Regions from separate parts of the Mus musculus genome. Here all the other regions are linked to region 1. The links are chromatin contacts, called in public promoter capture Hi-C maps. All regions are on one chromosome and are shown on one strand. The core of a region is the stretch at or near the end of the contact, and the rest is flanking DNA. Distances in the headings are between cores, read along the strand shown. Region 1 holds the start of Dnm3 (dynamin 3). Region 2 has its middle 23 kb from the start of Gm31925. Region 3 holds the start of Tnfsf18 (tumor necrosis factor (ligand) superfamily, member 18). Region 4 holds the start of Suco (SUN domain containing ossification factor).

Evidence for each region. Promoter capture Hi-C pulls out the DNA fragments that hold promoters and counts their contacts.
Region 2: a promoter capture Hi-C map of embryonic stem cells shows a contact between it and region 1, with 2.5 times the contacts expected there. The contact joins the enhancer-like site here to the promoter of Dnm3 in region 1. A contact is called at or near these places in 7 of 39 promoter capture datasets (the 3T3-L1 cell line, 3T3-L1-derived adipocytes, cranial neural crest and 3 more) and 1 of 115 datasets of contacts at active chromatin or transcription factors (embryonic stem cells).
Region 3: a promoter capture Hi-C map of the HPC-7 cell line shows a contact between it and region 1. The contact joins the promoter of Tnfsf18 here to the promoter of Dnm3 in region 1. A contact is called at or near these places in 4 of 39 promoter capture datasets (the HPC-7 cell line, embryonic stem cells and hippocampal neurons).
Region 4: a promoter capture Hi-C map of hippocampal neurons shows a contact between it and region 1, with 4 times the contacts expected there. The contact joins the promoter of Suco here to the promoter of Dnm3 in region 1. A contact is called at or near these places in 2 of 39 promoter capture datasets (hippocampal neurons and liver), 2 of 484 Hi-C or Micro-C datasets (cerebellum and rod photoreceptor) and 2 of 115 datasets of contacts at active chromatin or transcription factors (astrocytes and cardiomyocytes).

The regions. Positions count from the first base shown.
Region 1 is chr1:162,476,430-162,479,622 of GRCm38.p6, reverse strand. It overlaps Dnm3 (dynamin 3), which reads left to right and starts at 1,589. Exons shown (of 21, transcript NM_001038619.2): 1 at 1,589-1,960. The coding sequence starts at 1,800. Gm31985 (a long non-coding RNA gene) reads right to left here and starts at 2,957. Exons shown (of 3, transcript XR_373653.3): 1 at 2,748-2,957.
Region 2 is chr1:161,917,318-161,920,427 of GRCm38.p6, reverse strand. No RefSeq gene overlaps it. Among named protein-coding and RNA genes, the nearest start is that of Gm31925, 23 kb to the right of the region's middle. Within about 2 kb of position 1,442, at least 27 of the 459 cell types and tissues checked have an H3K27ac peak or open chromatin away from gene starts, as enhancers often do. A contact at or near this core is called in embryonic stem cells, where this site is marked.
Region 3 is chr1:161,492,963-161,496,299 of GRCm38.p6, reverse strand. Tnfsf18 (tumor necrosis factor (ligand) superfamily, member 18) reads right to left here and starts at 1,643. Exons shown (of 3, transcript NM_183391.3): 1 at 1,453-1,643. The coding sequence starts at 1,587.
Region 4 is chr1:161,874,852-161,877,987 of GRCm38.p6, reverse strand. Suco (SUN domain containing ossification factor) reads left to right here and starts at 1,306. Exons shown (of 24, transcript NM_001357402.1): 1 at 1,306-1,677. The coding sequence starts at 1,616.

The sequences.
Region 1 (3,193 bases), core at 340-2,839:
GCTGGGAAGTTTAAGGTCAAGATGTCTGCTGATCTGTCCTGGTGAGGGCCATCTTTCTGCTTGGAAGATGGCTGCCATCTTGTTGTGTCTTTGTATGGCAGATGGGGCTGGGTCTCTGGTGTCTTTTATTACAGGAACACTAGCTCTTTCAAACTAGAGTTCCACCATTATGACTTTATTTAACCATAATCATTTCTTTATATCAAATACATTGACCTTGGAAGGATCTAGAATCACCATGGAAACAAACCTCTGGGCGTGTCTTTAGCTAGGTTAGTTAAGGTGGGACTACTCCACGTGTTGGGATTTCTGAGATTTCTGACTGCCTAGGAAGGACAAAGGTAGCTGATGATCAGCATCCGTTTAACTCTGCCTTCTGACTATAGATGCAATATGACCAGCCTCCACCCTCTTCTGCCACAGACGTCCCTGCCACCAGCTCCTCAGGGTCAGTGCGTAGAGGTTGCTGCAATAGTGGTCCAAAGTTTCCATCCCAAACCGGCAGCAAAGCATGGCTCTGTACTCCATGTGGTACTGGTTTTGCAGGCATGAAAAGTGAAAGACTGACTCAGCTATCATATAGCATATCCAGAGAGCCACCGAGCCTAGGAAACGTGGGGCAGGCTCAGACTTGGTTCACTGTTGTCCTAGAAGGGCAATAGTGCAATGGTGATGCCTAAGTGACAGTGAAGACCCCAGGGTGCTAGAGATGCAACACATTTTCCTATGTAGTCTCTAGTCTTTAGGTTACTTAAAGCCATTGGGCAATCATCAGATGGAAGATGTGCAGGACAAGTAAATATTGCGCACTAAATCCTGAGAGGTATCAGTATTCAAAATGCACAGGAAACAGGACCACGATAAGGAGGTGAAGAACCATGGCCATTTATCTTCGTGTCTCCATCTCCGGGCACAGACTCTTCTCAGTGTGCTAAATTTAACGGATCGAGTGCAGACTGCGTGGTTACAATGGACTCAACAGCCAATCTCTTTGTCCTGACCAGGAGCTAAAAGGACAGTTAGCTCAGGCAAGGAATTCTAAAAGCCAGAATGAGTATGGTAGGAGTAGGGAACAGAAAGGTTCAAGGAACTACACTTTAGCTTACAGAAGGTAGAGTAGGACAGGCTGGTAATGATGAGTACTTCAATAAGGTCAGGTAACCCAGTTTTCTAATGGGGATTGACTCTAAAAGGCCAGTTTATCTCTGCATCCCACAGCAATCTGGGGTTTTGGAGTAGGGGGTGAAATGTGAGATTTCCTTTTGGGAAATGTATTCTGGTGCGTACAGTGGTGGTGGTGCATGGTGAAGCTGATGTCAACGTGCTGTTAGCTGATGGTAGATGGTAGTGCTTTCCTCTAGGCTTCGTCTGTGTGGTTTAGCTCCTTCAAAAGGAACAACAATTCCTGTTGGGTGTGATTTTAGGCTTTTCCTTGACCAAGTGCAGTACTCTGCCCTTTAGCCTGGGCAGTGGCATCTGACTGAAGCTGGGAGGCAGTCCAACCGTAGGCCAGTAGGATTGGAAACTCTAGGGAGAAGCAGGGCGAGAGGCGTGGTGTGGGCGTGACCGTCTCAGGACCAGGCCACGCCTCCTTCGCCTCTCTGGGCTGCGCAAGCGCGTCGTGGGCTGTGAGCTGTCAGGATCCTAGCAGTGGGAGGCAGGGATCGGACATCGGTGCAGGGACTCCGCCGTGTGAGCCCCGCACAGCGACAACCGGGACAAGTGCTTCGAGGCCTGGGCTGCCTGCCAGGTCACACAGTCGAACAGGGACCTGTGGGGCAGTTGGCCGCACAGGCAAGATGGGGAACCGGGAGATGGAAGAGCTGATCCCTCTGGTGAACCGTCTGCAGGACGCTTTCTCGGCTCTGGGACAGAGCTGTCTGCTAGAGCTGCCACAGATCGCCGTGGTGGGCGGCCAGAGCGCCGGCAAGAGCTCAGTGCTCGAGAATTTCGTGGGCAGGTGAGCGCACCGGGAGCGCGGTGGGGGCGCGTCCGTGGGGGTGGGGGGAGCCCCGTGCTTCAGGCCGTTGGAACATGGAACGGTGTGGGGAGCCCCGAGGGTGGACTAGAGGCTGCAGCGGATTGGAGGCAGAGCACTAGTGTTTCTAGAGCGGGCGGGGTCCTCCTTGCTCTGAGCATCCTTCGCCCCAGCATTCTCTACCCGGTGGTGACCCCCTGTCTGCCTTTCATCCTGCCATACAAAGCCATTTCCTCCCCACCCTCGGTGGGGGAGTCGGGGTACGCCCTGGGATCCACTTCCCTCGCTGGCTTGGTGCGCGCCAGCCCCTGGCAGCCTGGAAGCGCAGCCTGGTGCTTTCCAGTCGCCAGTTCTCTTTCTCAACACCCCTCTCCTTTCCCTGTCACTCTCCTGGAAGCTCTCAGCCGGGATGTACCCCTCCTTCTTCGTCCACACCCCCCTCTCCCCCACCCCACCCCCCCGCCGCCCCGGCCCCCCATCCCCTGTCCCTGACTCTCATCTCAGCTGTTTACTGTTTGAAACAGTCATCGCCTGCCCGAGCAGGGGAGGCGGGGTGTGTGAACCCCGAAATCCCTGTGGTGAAGGCTTACACTGTTTGAAACAGTCATCGCCTGCCCGAGCAGGGGAGGCGGGGTGTGTGAACCCCGAAATCCCTGTGGTGAAGGCTTACACTGTTTGAAACAGTCATCGCCTGCCCCGAGCAGGGGAGGCGGGGTGTGTGAACCCCGAAATCCCTGTGGTGAAGGCTTACGGGGAGATGCTTGCCTACCATTCGCCTTGGGAGCTGAAGAATAAACGGTGGTGTGTTTATGAGTGTGCACCCATTCACTGCTCAGGCATGACTGAAAACCCGAGACCTCCAGGGATGACCGTGGACTTGCGATGTTCAGGTGCCTTGTCATTCCTGCACCATCTCAGAACTGACCAGCATCTCTCTTGCACTCTTTCTATGCCATGCGCCGCCTCCCCCCTCCCGCCCCCCACCAATCCTCTTGCATTCCTTAAGCTCTTGTTTATCCAGCGGGTCTTCAAGATAACATCCAGAATTCAAATTGTAGTTATAGCTTCATGTCTCACAATTTTAAACAACAACAAAGAGTTGTTATTGTTTTGAGTCAGAAATCAACGTTTTTTCCAGCAAACAATTCAGGAAGGATTGAGTTACCTTAATGGCCTTGTGTGAGGAGTGCATCCTGAAGGCTGGAATCTGTTTCC
Region 2 (3,110 bases), core at 193-2,692, 560 kb after region 1:
CTCCACTTGCCTGGCTGATAGCCACTAGTCCATGGACTAGCTCAGATATCATCTCCCCCCACCCCCCGAGTGTCCTCTAAAATGACCAGCTTGGCTTAGGGACCCCCTCTAAAGGCTCTTACCTGCCACGTCCCTCTGCTCTGTGCTTCCCTTATTTAACTCTGCCCACGTGCTTTCCTTCTCGTTCTTCCCCATGGCATCTTTTTTTCCCCTCCAATACATCTTCAGTAAACATCAAGAGACATGATGTGAAAACAAGTTCTTGGACATTTAGAAACTTTTAAAATGGAAGCTTAAAAATGAGGAGGCTTTAGAATGTGAGGACAGGGCTGGAGAGATGGCTTAGTGGATAAAGCTCTTGCCTGGAAAGCACGAAGACCAGAGTTCAAATTTCCACATACAAACTGTGTCAGCCTGGTGGTGTGCGGGCTGGAGGGCTGACCAACTCAGCTATGACCCAGACCCAGATCCAGGGCTTTGGGTTGGCCCAACTCAACATACCACCTCATCTGTGAACTGCTGGTCCCGTAGATCCAAGGCTGCAGGATCTGCATGGCACAAGGCAACAACAGGAGATCAGAGAGAAGACCGGTGAGGACCCAGTAGGGATGATGTAGCAGAAGTCAGAGGCCTTGAACCAAATCCATGACTCATTGCAATGAACATTTGCAAATAAAGATGTGTGGACAGAGGAGTGTACTGTGGGACACACTGTATGTGACACACCATAATCTTGTTTTGTTTATTTTTATTTTGTTTTGTTTTGTTTTTATTTTTGTTGGAGGGGAGGTTGCAAGGGCAGAGGGCAGATCTGAAGAGATGGAGACAGGGTGAAATTGGGGTGAATGACCTGAAACTCACAAAGGATGCTGCATAGGTATGGCAGCCACCTGTAAGCCCACCATTTAAGAGAGGATTCAGGGGAATCCCTAAAGCAAACTGACTGGCTAGGCTAGTTCGTTAGTGACCTCTGGGTTTAACTAAGAGACTCTGCCTAGATAAAGAAAGCAGAGAGCTATTGACGAAGATACTGGATGTTGCCCTCACACCTCCACACCTATGGGCACACATGTAACATAAACTCTCTGACATCCACACGTGACCTGGCATACAGGCGAGCACACCATATGCACACACACAAATGTAACAATTTTTTTAAAACTGAAAGGTCTTAAAAACAAAGTATCCTATAAGGATCAGTAAAAGTAAAGAACTGAGCCCCCCCTCCCCCCAAAAAAAACCAAAAACATTCTGGGCTTTCTGTCCTGCCTCCACCCTCTCTGTTGTCCCTCCCCCAAGTGAGGACCTTGGTCTCACTTCCTTTCTTCCTTTCTCCCCCACCCCACCCCCACCCCTGCTGAGCTCTTCTGCTGCCAATAAAAGAGTGTCTATGACCTTGGTCATTTTTGTGGCTGTTACCTGATCCTACCACCTTTCCTGTGAGCACCCACAGGGCTGAGTCTGATCCGCAACAGGAAATTCTGAGTAGTCAAGATTTCAGGTCCTAAGTGGTTTAGGATTCTCAGGGGAAAGCGATCCCAGGGTTTTCACAGTCTTGGCAATGCAGAGACTGTCTGTCAGACTAGCAGGCCTAGATTACTGTGCCCATTGTCTTTCCCATCCCTCAGCGTCCCACGGGGCCCCAGGTAATCCTTTAAGAACCTCCATGGATGGAAATGCTACACTCTGACCGGAAACTGTATAGTTCAAGGTCAGTCTGCACCTCAGGGGCAGAATTAGGAACTCAAGAGTTCCAGCAGGGGTGTTGGAGTCACAGATGTTAACTTGCTGCTGCAGAGCGGCCTCCTCCTCCTCTTCCTCCTCCTCCTCTTTTTCTTCCTCTCTCTCTCCTCTCTCTCTCTCTCTCTCTCCCTCTCCCTCTCTCTCTCTCCTCTCCCCTCTCTCTCCCCGTGTATTTTGCATTCTGACCACAGGCTGAAAACCAAAAGTGAATCAATAAACCAGCTAAAGACAGAAATCACATATCTGAATGAGATTTTGCGATGAAGAAGTCATGAGTGGCCTTGTTCCTACAAGCTGCCAACCACTTAACACAGAGGCCCCAAGTTACCCAAGGGAATCCCCATTTCTTTTCTTGGCATTTTAAAGCCCCCTAAAAAAATCCAGAATTAATATTGGGAGAAAAAAGAGGAAGGACAAAATTCTAAAGAGGTGTTAGGAGGTCTCAGTCAGTCAGTAAACTGCTTGCCCCACAAGCACAAGGCCCTGAGTTTAGATCGCTATAGCCACACAAAAAGCCAGGTGGTGTATATCTGCAGTCCTAACACTGGGGATGTAGAGACAAGCAGATAGACTATTAGAAATTGCTGACCAGGCAGCCTAGCCAACACATTCAGTGAGAGACCTTGCTTAAAAAAAAAGAACAAGGTGAGAAAGATATAAGAAGGAGCGTGTGTGTGTGTGTGTGTGTGTGTGTGTGTGTGTACATACATGCACTTACTCATAGACTGGTACCCATATATATGAAAACAAAGACGATTATATTTCCTGAACACTTATGTCATACCACAAACACTGTTTTTATGCGGTGGGAGCTCTAACCATAAGATCATTCTTACTATTCTCCCACAGTTTTACATCATCTATTAGTTTAAGAAAACAAAAATGTGTCCATTCATCATGCTGCTGCTACAGGAATCAGGTTTCTGCTCTGGAATGTTTAGGAGAAAATGGCATGTGTTCTTCTGAGATACCTCAGGGTAGTATGACTCCCTATGGATAAACCTGGAGCCTGATAGCCTGCTATGTCAAATGCTGTTAAACCTGCCTCCTAGCCTTTAAAAATGAATAATAGCCATAGGGATTATGATGTTAATAAGATGGCTTTATAGTTTATTTTCCCTCTAAGGAGCTAATCCAGAGATTGGCAAGATGGCCTCTTGCACCTCTTAAAACTGATAATCAGCCTGGAATCCTTGAACACTCTGCATTTCTCATTTTCCTCCATGTATGCTAGGGAGATAACCAAACTCCTAAAATAGGGTAGATGCCACCCATATATTTCATATCTAGGTGTCCTGTTTCATATCTAGATGTCCTTTAAGAATGCAGACAGATTCACTTGTCAAGATCAAAGGTTTAAGCTTACT
Region 3 (3,337 bases), core at 394-2,893, 980 kb after region 1:
AACCCTTGAGAATGCTGAGAGTCCTCTCAACACTCATTGCTTCAGAAAGTTCGTGTCTTGGTTCATTCTTTGGAAGGGTGGGGCTGGGGTTAGAACTCCCTCTGCCTTTGATCCATTTGTACAGTTACAGACTACAGATTAATGGGCTCCTATGTAAGTCTTTAGCCAGTACCATACTAAGTAACCTCGAATCAACAGTGCATTACTTCCTCCTGCATCTTTTCTCAATATCTTGCCAATATAGAACCATACCTTTAAGACCATCTCTGGTTGGTCTCTTTAGAAAAATGTTCCTGGGCTCACATCACAACCCTTTCTTACACAGCTATGCGTCATTTAATTCTGCCCAAGATTTAGTATATTTTAATATAAATAGGCCAACCCTTGAATTATATAATGTCTTATTTAATATTTGATTCCTTTCTGGCTTTTCTGGTCAATGCTTTTTTTGGTTTTTTTTGTTTTGTTTTGTTTTGTTGTTTTTTTTTTTTTTTGTCTGTTTGTTTTGGTTTGGTTTTTGCTGTTTTTTTTTCTCTCTCTCTCTCTCTGCAGCCCTGGCTGTTCTGTATGAGAGAACACTTCTAGAAAAACCTAATTGATATACATTTCCAGTTCATATCCCATCTAGACCCACAATTTACACTAGAGTTCAATGGGAAATTCCTGATAACCATCAGGGGCTTCCCAAACAGACATGTGCTCCTCCCTCCTCCATGAAGCCTTCCCTGGTCACCCAAGCCCAAAGTTATTCCCCTCATAAACCACAACTATATGGTTTATCCTTCTCCTAGGTCAATTACTGCGCGCTATAATTACAGCTAGCAGGATGCCAAGTAAACAGAGCCATTCCCTTATCACCATGTTGCAGACCTAAAAACTAGAATCAGAACAACGATACAACTTACTCAAATTTGCACAGCTGGTTATGGGGAGGCTAATCTAGAACTGGAACCCAGGATTTCCTTTTTTTCTACTTTGACACCATGCCCTTCCTCAGCATGCAGTTGCTTCCTGTCACTGTCCCCCATTACTGTTTTGTATCTCTTCCCCCAATGAGACTACAGCTTGTCTGGGGTTACCCGAAGATTAGTACCATGGTTCAGGTCTTTTCTTTGCCAATCAAGAAGGTTCTAGTAGAGTCCCAGGAAGGACAAAAGAACTTCCACAGACACCTAAAGGCTCAGTTTAAACATGTAGTTCTATCTAGCTCACACCTACAGAGAATATATAGTATTTTCTAGTGTCTTTTGTCTTAAAACATTCGATGAATAAAAACACATTTGAAGAGCCATGTCATTACAAGGCTTAAATTGCTTACACTGTTTGTACTGTCAAATGTCTTCCTTCCCACTACCTCTAGCAATGCTGAATGGCAGTGATAATAACCAGACTAACAAATAAATAACCTTTATATGATATAATTAGCAGCTGTAGACTCTATGACCACCTTACCTTGAGTGAAGTATAGATCAGTGTACCCAAAGAACAGAGCAACATCAGTAACAGAGCCACTATGCACAAGAGCCATGACTTCTTGCACCTCTCTGCCCTTTGAGGACTTGATTCTCTCAAAGGCATTTCCTCCATGAGGCTAGAACTCGTTCTCTGATGGAATGAGAACTGGGGAAAGCAGATACCCACAAGTGATGGATGAACGATGCAATGTCATGTTTTATAGTAATTAGCCCCGTGGGTGTAGGAGGTGGAGTTTTCCTTTGGAACACTGCTAAGCACTCGCTGTCATCGTGGCACCAGGCCAAACATACAAAGGAATGAGAAGGCTTAGAGCCAACAGAAACACGGGAGGGGGGACAGAAGCCACTACAAGGGAAGTTCAGAAGGAAAAAAGTCTTTCCTCAAGCAAGAGGAAGTACTGTGTGCATGCACAGCCAGCCTCGGCTGCTGTAAGACGCTATGCATTCCAAATTATTTCCAAGTAAGAAAACAACTTATAAGACTAAATAAAATCTAAAACTAAGTTTTGTCCTACTGCAGATATAACGACTGGGTAAGTCAGAGAGGTGAGGAGCTGAAGAGTGAGGATGCGTGGTTTAAACAACACGGTTCTCGTGAAGTCATCACACTGCAGACTTCACATAGGTACCATTTTAGAGATACACGAGTTTTGTCAATCGCACCTAGGTGGGAGTTTTAAAACATCAAATCAAAGCTATAATCACACACACACACACACACACACACACACACACAATTCCCAGTTACAAAATGTGTTTATTCTGAAATAGACTTGAAATAAAGCTGCAGCTGGGGGCTGGAGAGATGGCTTGGCAAGTAAGAGCATGCGTTCCTCTTGCAAAGGATCGAAGTCTAGTTCCCAGCCACAGTGTGGTGTTTAACAACTGCCTATTACTCCAGTGCCGGGGAATCCAACTCCATCTTCTGACCCTCAAGGGATCAGACACACATGATACACATACATATATGTGGGCAAAAATGTATAAATATAAAATAAATATATTTTTTAAAAAGACCTGCAAATATATTACTAGAATTTAGCAAACATTAGTAAATAACATGATGGTCAATTTTCTCAAACTTGGACCATGTTGGAACCAAATTCCAATTCTAACACTGAGTAGAAATAAAACTATCATTTAAAAAGTTATTTCCGCAATAGTGTCTGGGTTTGGTGATTGTCTATGGGATGGATCCCCAGGTGGGGCAGTCTCTGGCTGGTCATTCCTTCAGTCTCTGTTCCACACCTTGTTTGTATAACTCTTTCCATGGGTATTTTGTTCACCCTTCTAGGAAGGATTGAAGCATCCACACTTTGGTCTTACTTTTTGAGTTTCATGTGGTTTGTGAGTGCTTGCAGCTAGGAGCCTGGTATAGCTGTCTCCTGAGAAGCTCTGCCAGTGCCTGACAAATACAGATGTGGGTGCTTACAGTCATCCACTGGAAGGAGCCCAGGGTCCCAAATGAAGGAGCTAGAGAAAGGACCCAAGGAGTTGAAGGGTTTACAGCTCCACAGGAGGAACAACAATATGAATTAACCAGTACCCCCAGAGCTCCCAGAGACTAAACCACCATCCAAAGAGTACACATGGTGGGACTCATAGCTCCAGCTACATATGGAGCAGAGGATGGCCTAGTCAGTCATTAATGGAGGAAGAGGCCTTGGTCCTGTGAAGGCTCAATGTCCCAGTGTAGGGGAATGCCAGGGCCAGAAAGTGGGAGTGGGAGTGGGTTGGTGAGCAGGGAGAGGGGGAGGGGATAAGAAGAGGGGGTTTTTGGAGGGAGACCAGGAAAGGGGATAACATTCAAAATGTAAATAAAGAAAATATCTAATACAATAAAATAGGATAAAATAAAATAA
Region 4 (3,136 bases), core at 57-2,556, 600 kb after region 1:
AGGAGATCAAGAGGCCAGGAGGGTAAAGGGCAGACCAAAAGGGCCAGGTAACCAAAATGGCTGGATTATATAGGGAAGGGTGCATGAGGGAATGGCTGCCCAGCCCCTGGGCTGGAGAAGTTTGGAGTAGGGGCTGATGAGAAGAATCCTGCAACTAACTGGTAGAGACTGAAGAATGCTGGGAGAACGTGGCAGCCAGTTCTGCTTTGATATGTTAAATAGGCACACGGGAGACTTAGAGGAAGGAACTGCTATACTAAGAGGCCAAAAGTCTAGTCTCTTCCAACTGCTGTCTTTCAGGATCAGTAAGCTACTTGAAGAGATGTCTGGCAGTAGCCACAAAGCATTCTGAGATTGCACACCAACGCTCCCTAAGTAGGATTCTGGGCCTCAGCTTTTTACAGATTTTGGGGTCTCCATCTGTGAACACCACTTCTTTTTTTTTTTCTTGTTCACAGCAAGTATGTGTAGGAGTTCGCTTTCTCTGCTTCCAGACGCCGAGAGTCCGTAGTGTCTTTTCTGCCTTGCAGCAGCAAACCCACAGCCCGAAATTAAAAGAACAAAAAAGAACACTAAAGCTCTATCTTAGGAATCTGGCGGGCAGGTAGGAATTCTCACTTAGGTGAAAGAAAAGCTCAGTCCTTCCCAGCCAATCATGTGAGAGGAAACGTTGACACGCCTCTTTCTACCTTCCAATCATCATCTACCTCAGTAAGCCCGACCCACTGCCGGTAAACCGACTTTTAAATTGCATTAGCATGCTTTCTCCTGACCCTCTCCAGTCATTCCAGGCCGTTCCATGACTGTGCTCCAAGGAAGAATTATAGACTTAACAATGACAAATGACAAAGCTAGTCAGTCTGAAGGTGAGAAGTGAAAGTGTAAAACTCGAGAACCAAACCCGCGAGTTCTACGGAGGAAAAAAAAAAAAGGCGGGTTCGGGCAGGAGGACTACAAGCCCCAGATACCCGTGCGCGGAGGCGGCGCGTGCCAGCGAGAGTGGGCAGGCCATTGAAAGGCGGAAGACCGAGGGTTACAGGACTTCCTGTTCGAGCGCCAGCGAGTGGGTGGGACCTGCGCAGGTTGGGCGGCGGTTGTGGCGTTTTGGAGCTTTGTCAGCGGAGGGGGCGTGGCCCGCGCTGTGACTTGTGGAGCGCGAGCCGAGAGGGACGTGGGTGACGCGTCTCCTTCCACCCAGCTCAGTGGAGTGCGAGGTGCGCTGGCCCGGCCGGGGATTGGCTGCTGAGAGGCGAGTACGCGGCGGCCGTTGGTCGCCGGCAGCACGGAGCGAGGGCCCGGGCGGGCGGGGCGGGGATGGGGAGGCAGTGGCGGCGAAGGCCGGAGGAGGCGGGCGCGGGCGAGCGGGCAGACAGAGCGGCGGCGGCGGCAGTCTCCCGAGCGCTCCTGTGAAGCGTCCCTATTCCCGTTGCCGTGGGCCTCTCGGGGAGGCCATCCGGGACGCGAGCCGCTGCGGAACCGCTCCCCAAGCCCCACTGCTCTTCGGACTCTCGGTCCCATCCTCGCGTTTCTGCTCCGGCTCCTCCATCTTGGCCTCGACAGTGGCTGCTGTGGGGAGGATGTGCCGCCTCCTGGCAGGGGGAAGAAGGAGGAGAAGATGAAGAAGTACCGGCGGGCCTTGGCCCTGGTCTCCTGCCTCTCTCTCTGCTCTCTAGTCTGGTGAGTAAGGGGCCGGCCTCTGGGGACTTCCCGTGGGGATGAAAGAGGGAGTAGGTCGGGTCACACCCCCAAATCATCTCGGCTTTTTGGGTTGCTTGGTGCTCCTGCTCCTAAGCCAGGGACACAGCGGCCACCCAGCTCTTCCTCTTGTGGTTTACGAGTTGTGTTTTGGAATTTGCAGAGTTCCAGCAGGGAGAGAAGGGGATATTGGGGATCACTTTTTGCCTTTGTACTCGGGTACCCCATCACCGCAGTTAGGGCAGTTTGGGTAGTGTTCAGAAAGCTAGTGAGTGAGTTACTCAGTTTTGCTGTCAGTTCATTTGCTTTCGTTATGAGGTAAGGGCAGGGGCGAGTCAGGTGTGATGTGTTCCGGACCTGTGATTTTGAAAACGTGAGTCGTCATGAGGGTAAGAGTAATGTCTAAACTGTTGTTCTTCTGGTCAGGTCTTGCACAATCTTGACCAATAGTACTTTTGGGGCTGCTCCTTGAAACCCTGCGGCGTGGGGCGGGCGGGATCCCTGATGAAGCCCTTTTTCGGTTAGCCTGGTGGGAGAGGATTATCACAGATGTGGAGTCAGCCATAGTTTTGGGGCATGTTCTTTGGCACTAGAAAGGAAACGGTTTTTGCGACCCGCTCTGTCCCTTTCTCTGAAGTTCTATGGAGTTCAAGTTAATTTCAAGCACATCTCTGGATGTCCAGGAGCAGACATAGCTTATGAACCAAAGGATTGCTAAAGGTGTACTTGGAAAAGCCATTCTTTCTGAAGGAATTCCCAAAGAGCCTTGAGACTTGGTGACTGAAAGTGATGGCCTTTGTGTTAAAGAGATTTTGCTTCTTATACTAAAATCTAAACACACTTTCTTATTTACCTTATGTCTTCAAAGCGCCAGTAATAATTCCCTTTTTTTTATGGGTGTAATGGAATCCAGAGGTGCTCAAGTTGTAGAGTTGTTGCTCACATAGAATAATATATTAATATGGGCTCAAGAAAACACTTGTCTGAGAAAATCTGACTGGAAAGACTGTATTTCTTGTCATTCTGAATCCTTTAAATACTCCTTAAGAGAAACTGGTACCTGAAACCAGTGTAGGATTAGGTAGCAATTTCTTAGAGTTGGTGAGCTTCTCTTACTAGCCTTTTCTCCCCTCATTCAGAAATTATCTCCAGATTTTGTTACCCACTTCTCTTTTGTAGATTGAGTATTCTATGTTCATATAATAATCAGTTCTAGGGTCTACCCAGGACTTACTCTATTACTATTACTGCAGTTTAGTTTGATCTTATACTGTCATAGTTGATAGATTGTGTGTGATACAGCCTTCTGCCTTTTCTCTTTTCCTGCCTAGAGTGCTATAGATTTACCTTAACAGAAAACCAAAATGCATCCTATCTATTCATTCTGGTTGCTATTTTTTTCTTTTGCACACTGCTAATCACAATTCTTGGTTAAGTAGTA